2 separate regions of the Oryctolagus cuniculus genome follow, and region 2 is linked to region 1. The links are chromatin contacts, called in public Micro-C maps. All regions are on one chromosome and are shown on one strand. Each heading gives the region's core, a stretch centred on a gene start, on an enhancer-like site or on the middle of the called end of the contact. The rest is flanking DNA. Distances are from core to core; before and after follow the strand shown. Region 1 overlaps TMEM44 (transmembrane protein 44). Region 2 holds the start of ATP13A3 (ATPase 13A3).

Evidence for each region. A called contact is a pair of places that touch in the nucleus more often than the background predicts.
Region 2: a Micro-C map of ear pinna shows a contact between it and region 1, with 2.4 times the contacts expected there. The contact joins the promoter of ATP13A3 here to the enhancer-like site in region 1. A contact is called at or near these places in 3 of 6 Hi-C or Micro-C datasets (ear pinna, embryonic fibroblasts and skin fibroblasts).

The regions. Positions count from the first base shown.
Region 1 is chr4:84,857,647-84,862,012 of mOryCun1.1, reverse strand. TMEM44 (transmembrane protein 44) reads right to left here. Exons shown (of 11, transcript XM_070072344.1): 11 at 3,055-4,366. Among named protein-coding and RNA genes, the nearest start is that of TMEM44, 41 kb to the right of the region's middle. Within about 2 kb of position 2,667, at least 4 of the 8 cell types and tissues checked have an H3K27ac peak or open chromatin away from gene starts, as enhancers often do. A contact at or near this core is called in ear pinna, where this site is marked.
Region 2 is chr4:84,959,282-84,963,849 of mOryCun1.1, reverse strand. It overlaps ATP13A3 (ATPase 13A3), which reads right to left and starts at 2,922. Exons shown (of 33, transcript XM_008266689.4): 1 at 2,443-2,922; 2 at 1,735-1,778.

The sequences.
Region 1 (4,366 bases), core at 1,418-3,917:
CTTGAGGAGTTGTTAAAGACTTCCAGAGCCTGTCCAGAGCTGGGCGATCATCCAGGAAGGAGCCTCCATCTTCATTTAACTTCACAACTGTAATACGTACACTGTCAGCGTGCACTTGTGAGTCGGAAGCAAAGGCCTACAAAATGGCAGTTCCCATAGGTGGCCACACCGTCCTCGGCAGTGACCGGTGACTGTAAGACAGGAGGGCCCAAGTTCCACCTGCAGCTTAGGAAAAAAAAAAAAATCTCTGACTGGTCCTGGAGACTCCAGTGTGGTAGAGGCCTTTGTCTTTTAATTAAAATTGCTTCTAACTGAAGTTAGAGATGGCACCTGACTGCTTAAAGCTGTGGTAGAGGCCTTCCCAAGGTCAGAAGGAGAAAAAGGGAGGAACTTGTCCCGGGAATGAAACAGAGTTGTTACCTGCTTGCCTGTGAGCTTGCTCTCTGCTTGTTAGCACCGAGGGATGGTATTGGCCCCATGCTAGACAGCATACGGCTCAGGATGTGTGTGGGAAAAAACATCAGCAGTAACTATGTAGGCATGCGCAGTATTTTTTTTTTAAGATTTATTTATTTGAAGGTCAGGGTTACACAGAGAGAGAAGAGGCAGAGAGAGAGAGAGAGAGAGAGAGAGAGAGAGAGAGAGTCTTCCATCCGCCGGTTCACTCCCCAATTGGCCGCAACTGCCGGAGCTGAGCCGATCTGAAGCCAGGAGCCAGGAGCCTCTTCCAGGTCTCCCACGCAGGTGTAGGGGCCCCTTGGGCCATCTTGTATTGCTTTCCCAGGCCATAGCAGAGAGCTGGATCAGAAGAGGAGCAGCCGGGACTAGAACAGGTGGGCATGGGCAGTATTGTATCAATTCCTGCAGCCATGTCCTTTTAGAATATCCAATCAGGGGCCGGCTCTGTGGCGCAACAGGTTAAAGCCCTTGCCTGAAGCGCCCGCATCCCGTATGGGTGTGGGTTCTAGTCCCAGCTGTTCCTCTTCCCATCCAGCTCTCTGCTATGACCTGGGAAAGCAGTACAGGATGGCCAAGTCCTTGGGTCCCTGCACCCACGTGGGAGACCTGGAAGAAGCTCCTGGCTTTGGATCAACTCAGCTCTGGCTGTTGCAGCCATTTGGGGAGTGAACCAGTGGATGGAAGACCTCTCACTCTGGTTCTACCTCTCTCTGTAACTCTTTCAAATAAATAAAATAAATATTTAGGAAAAAAAAAGAATATCCAATCAAATGTATGCACGTAGCTGTATGAGGGAGACAAAGAAGCTAAAACCGTATATAAGACAACACCCCTCTTTGTTTGGGTCTCAGGCTTTTGGATGAAAGTCCACTTGGGCCTTATGCCCACATAAATAATAAGAGGCTACTTCCTGTTAAAGGCCTGCACATGAATTCCCCTACACGCGCGCTACAACACCCACCCGCAGGAAGCGAGGCTGGAAGGAGAGAAAGGCCAGCCCGCTCTGAGGCCTACATTGAGTCCGAGGGGGTTGGCCTCGGAAGCTGGGTGCGGGCCTGGAAGAACCGGGCGGCCCGTGAGTCCTCGTCCAAAGGGCCCGGCGGCTGCCTGCCCCGCGAAGACAGCGCTCAGCCACAGTGTCTGGCTCTGCGGGTGGCGCCTGGCGCAGGGCCTCTGCCCGTGTTCGCCGATGGCAGACCCGCGCGGGAGCAGGGCAGGTGACACTGGGGCCCTGCAGCTGAGAGCGTGTTCCAACGAAGTCAACCACCAGAACTAGCAACAGTCAGAACTGGTGGCCTCAGATTAAAACAAACAAACAAAAAGGCTGGCGGTTGGGTGAGCAGCAGGAAGCAGAGTGCTGGGGGCAAAGGGGCAGGGCAGTGTTTCAGCTTTTCGGTACAATCTTGAAGTAAAGAAAACTATATATAGGCACTATTTTTTATTTTTTAAAATATTTTGTTTATTTGAGAGTTAGAGTTACAGACAGTGAAAGGGAGAGACAGAGAGAAAGGTCTTCCTTCCATTGGGTCACTCCCCAGATGACCGCAACGGCCAGAGCTGCGCCAATCTGAAGCCAAGAGCCAGGTGCTTCTTCCAGGTCTTCCACGTGGGTGCAGGGGCCCAAGGACTTGGGCCATCTTCCACTGCTTTTCCAGGCCATAGCAGAGAGCTGGACTGGAAGAGGGGCAGCGGGTTCTGGAACTGGCACCCATATAGGATGCCAGCGCCACGTCGCCGTAGGCACTATTGTTACTTCAAAAAAGTTTAATGTATTTTAAATCAGAATGGTTTACAGTATAACCCAGGGCTGTTGAGCGGTCATAAATCTGCCAGGAACCGTAAACGGATATTGTAATTATCTCCTTAAAAGCCTGCTTCAGTGAAACGCACCCTTGGGCACCTCCCTGCCCTGCGCCGCGGCGGGGAGGACTGCGGAGTGCGCACGCGCCGAGTCGCGCGCCGCCCTCCTTCCCGGAAGTACCACCGAGAGGTCGCAGCGCGCTATAGGGTGGCGGTGCGGCCGCCTTCTGTGAGCGGGTGGGCGCGGGGCGTCTGGCCTCGTTTCTGACGGGTGTTGGGAGTGGGTGCCCACCCAGCCTTACGAGCCCGAGGCGGCCGCCTGCTGCCCCGCTGGGACGGCCGTGGGCGAGGCGCACGCGGAGCCGAGGCCACAGCCGGTGGGAAGCTCCCCGGGCTTGGGAGGGTGTGCCGAGTGGTGCGCGCGGCCGATTAGCAGGGCATCAGTCAGCGGCGTTTGTTGACCTGTCCTCAATGCCCGGTGCCTTGCTTGGCTCTCACAGCGAGGGTAGGAAAGAGCGCACTGGGTGTTCTCCGAGTCATTAGATCCAGCTCTGTTCCCAGGCTCGCCCCTCCTGGTGCTGACCTCACGGGTCCACTTACTGAAGGGGTCGTCGCCTGCGCTGGGGGGAGGGTAGAGCAAAGCCCTCGGAGGTCTGAAATGGGAGGGAGAGGGGGAGGGGAGCGGGGAAGGGGCCGGAGAAGAAGTGCAGAGAGATGTGGAAGTGTTGGGAAATTAGAGGGGTGTTCCTAAGACTCCTCTGTCCTCTTCTTTAGTGATTGACACATTTAACTTCATTTTTTCCCCAAAAGATTGATTTATTTGAAAAGCAGAGTTACAGAGGGAAAGAGAGAGAGATCTTCCATCTTTTGGTTCACTCCCCAAATAGCTGCAAAGGCCAGGGCTGGGCCAGGCAGAAGCCGGGAGCCTGGAACTGCATCCCAGTTCCCACGTGGACGGCAGGGGCCCAGCACTGGAGCCATCTGCTGCTGCTTGCCTAGCTGCCTTAGCAGGAAACACATCCGAAGAGGAGCAGCCAGGACTCAGACCTGTGCTCATGTGGGCTGCCTGCAGGCTGCCAGCCCCAGATTTGACTTAAAGTGGATAGTAAGATCCAAACAGAGCGGGTATACGTGATACAATGAAACCTATTTTTAAGGCATACCTGGAATTTGCCTTAGTATTATAATGCTTCTTGTAAGTTTATAAAGATGTCAGTAGTCTATGGGAGACAAACAAGCATGGTAATAAAATCAAACAGGAAAGAAAGGTGGCCTAACTTTCATTTCATGGATGAGGAAACCGTGACCCAGAAAGGGAAATGACAAGTAGCACACTGAATCAGACCCGTGGCCTGGAGCCTGGCCATGCTTCTTGGCCCAGTGCCTCTAAGCTAGGAGCTCATGCCCTTGTGTGTGAGTGTGTCACCAGATGACACACACAAATCTCTTTATCATGCTGACGCCCTAGACGGAGATAAAGCGGCTAGTTCTTGAGGATCTAGATAGGCTTTTAAGAAAATCTTAGTGATCAGAGCTCTCCCTAAATAATAGACTTCAGCAGATGAATAGGTGATGGGGTCCTTTTTTTCTTTTTCTCCCATTGGAGCATAAATAAAGATGAGGTAATCACTCACAGAAGATTCAAACCTCTGAAATCCCGTCTGTTAGTCTGACTGGTTGCCAACAGGAGAATGTGTCCAGGAAGTTTAGGGAGGAAAGCAACTAATCCTTTACTTAGTCTTTGCCACAGGCTTTCTAGTAGGCATGACTCAGTCTCTCAGAAGTTGACGAGGGTGGTAATGGGCTCTGAGTCCTGCGGACACATTTAACAGGCAGCACGGTGAAGACTGTCAGATCGACCACACCTCCAGATGAGTAGGCAGCACGGGATGATTCCAGTGTCTTCCTTAGCCCCTTCCCAGTGTGGGTGACCCGCTGTGCTGCTCAGTAGGTCATCAGGGCAGGTAACTCCCATGGCCCTGGCAACCTGATCAATGGCTAGAGATGAAGCTGCAGTGGAACCCGCTCCTTGGAGAAGGGTAGTTTGGCCTCTTCTTCTTCTTCTTTTTTTTTTTTTTTTTTTTTTGACAGGTAGAGTTAGTGAAAG
Region 2 (4,568 bases), core at 1,673-4,172, 100 kb before region 1:
GACCCCCGCACCCACATGGGAGATGGGGAAGAAGTTCCTGGCTCCTGGCTTCGGATAGGCCCAGCTCTGGCTGTTTGAGGCCATTTGGGGAGTGAACCATTGGATGGAAGACCTCTCTCTCTCTGCTTCTCCTCCCTCTGTGTAACTCTTTCAAATAAATAAATCTTAAAAAAAAAATGTATTAATTGTCAGCATGGGTCAAATCAAAACAGCTAAGAAAATTAGAAGTCAAACTCAAGTGTGATGCCCAAGTCCCATGCTCTTGCCACAACTACATGCTGTCACTGTCAATACATACTCTTCCGCACAAGAATCCATACCTGAAATATGACATAAACGGCAGCCTTATGGCACAGCAGTTAAGACACTGCTTGGGACACCCACAACCCATACTCAAGTCCCAGCTGTATACCAATTTCAGTTTTTGGCTGGAATGAGTACCCCAGAAGGCAGCAGGTTGCCCAGGTTTTTGCCATCCATATGGATGATCCTGATGGGATTCTCAACTCCCAGCTTTACCCTGACCCAAACCTGACTGTTGCGGGCATTTGGGGAGTGAATCAGTGGATGCGACATCTCTCTCTGGCATCTCTGCCTTTCAAATACATGAATAAAAATAAAACAAACAATAGACCCAGTTAATTATTTTCAAAGAAATAAGACACACAGAGGAAACTGATGTTGCCCAAATAACAACCAAGAGATGATTAAATCAACAAATATTTACCTGTGATAACTGAAAGTAGAAAACTTACCATAAGATACTATTCAGACATTCAGAGTTTTCTTCTGATTACTAAGAAACCAGTTTGCTACCTATGTAGGAATTTATCATATTTATCTCCAACTAGTTGTAAATTAAAGTTGTAATTACCAGAAGCTCCCCAATATAAAGCTCTGGGTGACTTTAACAAAGAAACCAGCCCTCCTGTAACACAATCTGAACACTACATCAACTTGAAGCTTGTCTGCTTGGCATTCAAAAGAAACCACTACTTAATATTTTTTATTTCATTATTACCTGTACTACTTACAGATTAAACAACCAAAGGGTCACTTTTCCTACCCAATTAATCCGACCAAACACAGTCACTGCTGTACTAACAATATTCAAAAATCTCACGGGACTATTATACTCTCAGCCTGATCGCAGGGTGGACTGCGCAAGAACACAGCCAGCAGCAAGTTACCTTGGGCAATAGTCATTAGCAGTTTCACTAGTTTCAACGACTTCCAGGAACTGCCCTGCCTTACAAAGGGGCTGCTAGACCACGATGAGACGCCCACCCATATCCTGACAACTAGTAACCTATTCAGCCAAATAACCCTCTAGAGAAAACTGCCACAAATATTCCAGTAAAACAAAACTGATGCATATGCCTTGGGAAAGAGGCGTTTGAACTAAAGGTGGAATACTTTTAACCAGGCACTCCTCCTTCAAAAAGAAATCAGAACGCCTTCATTGTGGTAACCAAGTCTAGAGGCTGTGTTCACTTTGCAATGATCCACTGAGTCCCTGCATCTCTGAGATTTTGTAAAATGCTAACTTCCTGCCTCACAGATCTAAAATAGCCATTACATACCCACTCAGTTCAGAATCATGTGCAGAAGAACCCTGGTTTCTGTTACTGGGTTTACGACTCCATACCCATTCATTTTGCACTAATATAACCACTAAATATAGCTTTAAGACACTGACGATTAAAAGCAGTTAATTATGTGAGTGATTCATACCTCGTGTGTCCAGACACCAAGATTCTAGGATGTTTCTGTCAGATCTACGGGAAGAGGAAGCAATAGGCACCTGTCACAAAAGCTTTCCAAATCGGGAAGCCCCGAGCTGAGTTACTGCCTTCCCCCCACCCCACGGGTCACACTTCCACCCCAATCTGACTTTGCAAAGGGAATGGAGAGACAGGCCATCGAGAGCAGCACGAGAGGACCAGAGGAGAGGCCCCGGGTTCTCCTCGTGCTGCCAGAGACCGCGCCAGAGGCCCCCCCAGGGCAAGTCCCGAAGTGACTTCTCTCTCCCGGCCTCACTTAGTTCATCTGTAAAATGCGGAGTCTGGCACGTGGCTGTCAACTCCGCGGCTGAACACCAGCTGGGATTCCTTCCTCCAGCACCCGCGCAAACCCACCTGGCGCTGGCCAGCCCACCTGCGACCCCCGGGCCCCCGGGACTCGCTCCAGGGGCGCCGACCACCCTCCCGCCCCCGCCCGCAGCGCCTCCGCGCCAGGCCTTCACGCCCTTGGCGTGGGGCTCCTACTCGCCCCGGCACCTGCCCCAGACCCTCTGCGGTCCCAGCGCGCCCCCACGCCGGGAAGTGATGCCCCCTTCCGGCCCAAGGCCGCTGACCGAAAACTCACCTGGTCTTCGCCTCCTTCAACCTCCTCATCACCGCCACCCACCCGCCCCACGGCCCGCTCGCCGGAGCCACTCACCCGCCGCGCCGCCGCGCCGTCTCCTCGGCGGCCTCCCGGCGGAGCAACCAAGGGGCCGCGGGGGGCCGGGCCGCCGCTGTCGCCGCCGCCGCAGCCGCCGCCTCGCCTCAGCCCAGCCCCATCGCCCTCGGCAGGCGCTGGCGGCCTCGGGTCGCTCGAGCTCGAGGCGCCGCCGCCGCCGCGCGCTGCGGCTCGGGGTGAGCGGAGGGAGGCGCCGCGGCGGGGCCCGGGCCGGGCGCAGGGGCGTCCGCGCTCTCCTCGGCGCCCGCGGCGGCGGCGTGCAGCCGGGCAGAGCAGAACAAGGGAGGACGGCGAGCGGAGGCGCTGGGGAGGGGGGCGGTCTGTACTCGAAACGGCCTCCCGCCGCCAGCGACGGAGCGAACCCCCCTCCCCTAGGCGGCAGCGTCCGGAGCACGCTGCGGGGAGAGCCGGCGGGCAGGCAGGGGAGCGCGCGCGAGGAGAGCTCGGGACTCCCGCGCCGGATGTGAGGTCACGTGATTGCCTCATCCCAGCGCCGAGGCCGGAGGGGCGCGGAGGGGACGTCAGGGGAGGGGCGGGGCGATGGGTAGGCCCCGCCCACCTTCCCGCCTTCAGACCCCCGTTGGCCGGGACGGAAAGGACCCGCGGGGGACAGCGCTCTGAGGCAGATGAATGTCGGACAGGGATTTGCTAATGGGAGGAGATGCAATTTGCCTCTCTGTGTGAAGACAAGATCATAATCCAAATTCCCGTTTTACGAAAAGGGAAACTGAGGCTCAATGACTAACCTAGGTGCGCCTAGGGTCAGGGTCACGAAGGAAGCATGTGCTAGAATGGTGGGGGAAACCAAATCCCAGATACCAATATGGAGCTCTTTCATTCCTTTACCCTCCCCCCCCAAAAAATATAAAAACAAAAACCGAGCCTGTAATTCGCATCTGACAGCTGTTGTGCGCGGCCCGGGCAGGGCACCGGGCAGAGACGGCCCCGCGCGACCACCCGCCGCCTCCCAGCAGCCGTGCAAGCACTTCGGATGCCGCCCAACGCGGAAGGCTTATCTCGGTCAGGCCCCGCCGGATATCCAAATCGCGGGTTTGGTTTCGGCGGCGTGCCCCGGGCGACGCGCGGGGAACGGCGAGCGAGCTGGGCCACCTGCTGTCGGCTGTCCCGCCCCCGGAGCACAGCCATCTCTTATTGTTTTCCCACCTTGCTGCCCACGGGCGCGTTAGGAGGGCGTAGCCCGTATCAGCCCCGGTCTGCCGCACTTGGGGACACTCCTGGGGGCTGCTAACCCAAGCCCGGGCACAGTGGGTTCTGATGAGGCCCCAGCGGGAGACGCAGGGGCTGGACAGCTTCGTGCCGGTTCCTCAGGCCACGTGGCTTGGACGGAGCAGCAGACCCACACCTGCTTCTCCCCAACCTGCCCCCGAAGTGTGGAAATGAGTAAATGCGATACGGGGCGTGGAAGTGTTGGGCAAACGCCACAGGGATCAACGTGTGGTTGGCCTCTGCGAACCTCCTCCCCACCCCCACCCTCTGTGGTTCATTTGACTCCTGGCTGTTTCCCCACCCCACCCCGCAGCCTTTAAACAGGCTCAAGTTTCTCTCCTACTGGTAAATACGTAGCTACCGAGGCACCTCTCCCCTCGACGTGCCCTCCCCAACCAGGCCCAACTGCTCTGCTCCCTCTAAGGCAGACCTGTGCCACAGAGGTAGCCCTGGCTCCCTCCGCTGCCTCACTTCCCAGCACCTGGCAGACTGACTCCCCCAGCAGCCACCACCCCCACTTCCATTCAGCCTTCTTCACCCAGCTCCAGCAAGGATCACCCGTGACCTTCATTCCCCCAACCTGGCATTCCTGGGCCTTATCTCCCCGGATCTCTGCTACGCTTGGTGTCTTGGATAGCTCTCTGCTACCTTGGTTTCCAGAAGAGTGCACTCTCCTAATTACCACATCTCCGTGCCTATGCAGCTCTGCCTCCTCAGGTGGCACCCATTGTGAATCCACACTCTAAATGCAGGATCCCAAGCTAAGACCACAGCTTTTCTCACTCCCCCACCTTTATGGTTTCATTTCTCAAATCAGCAATGTCCAGCCCAGAGCTGTTCCACAAAATTTAGAACCGAACATCCAACTGCCTGCCTGG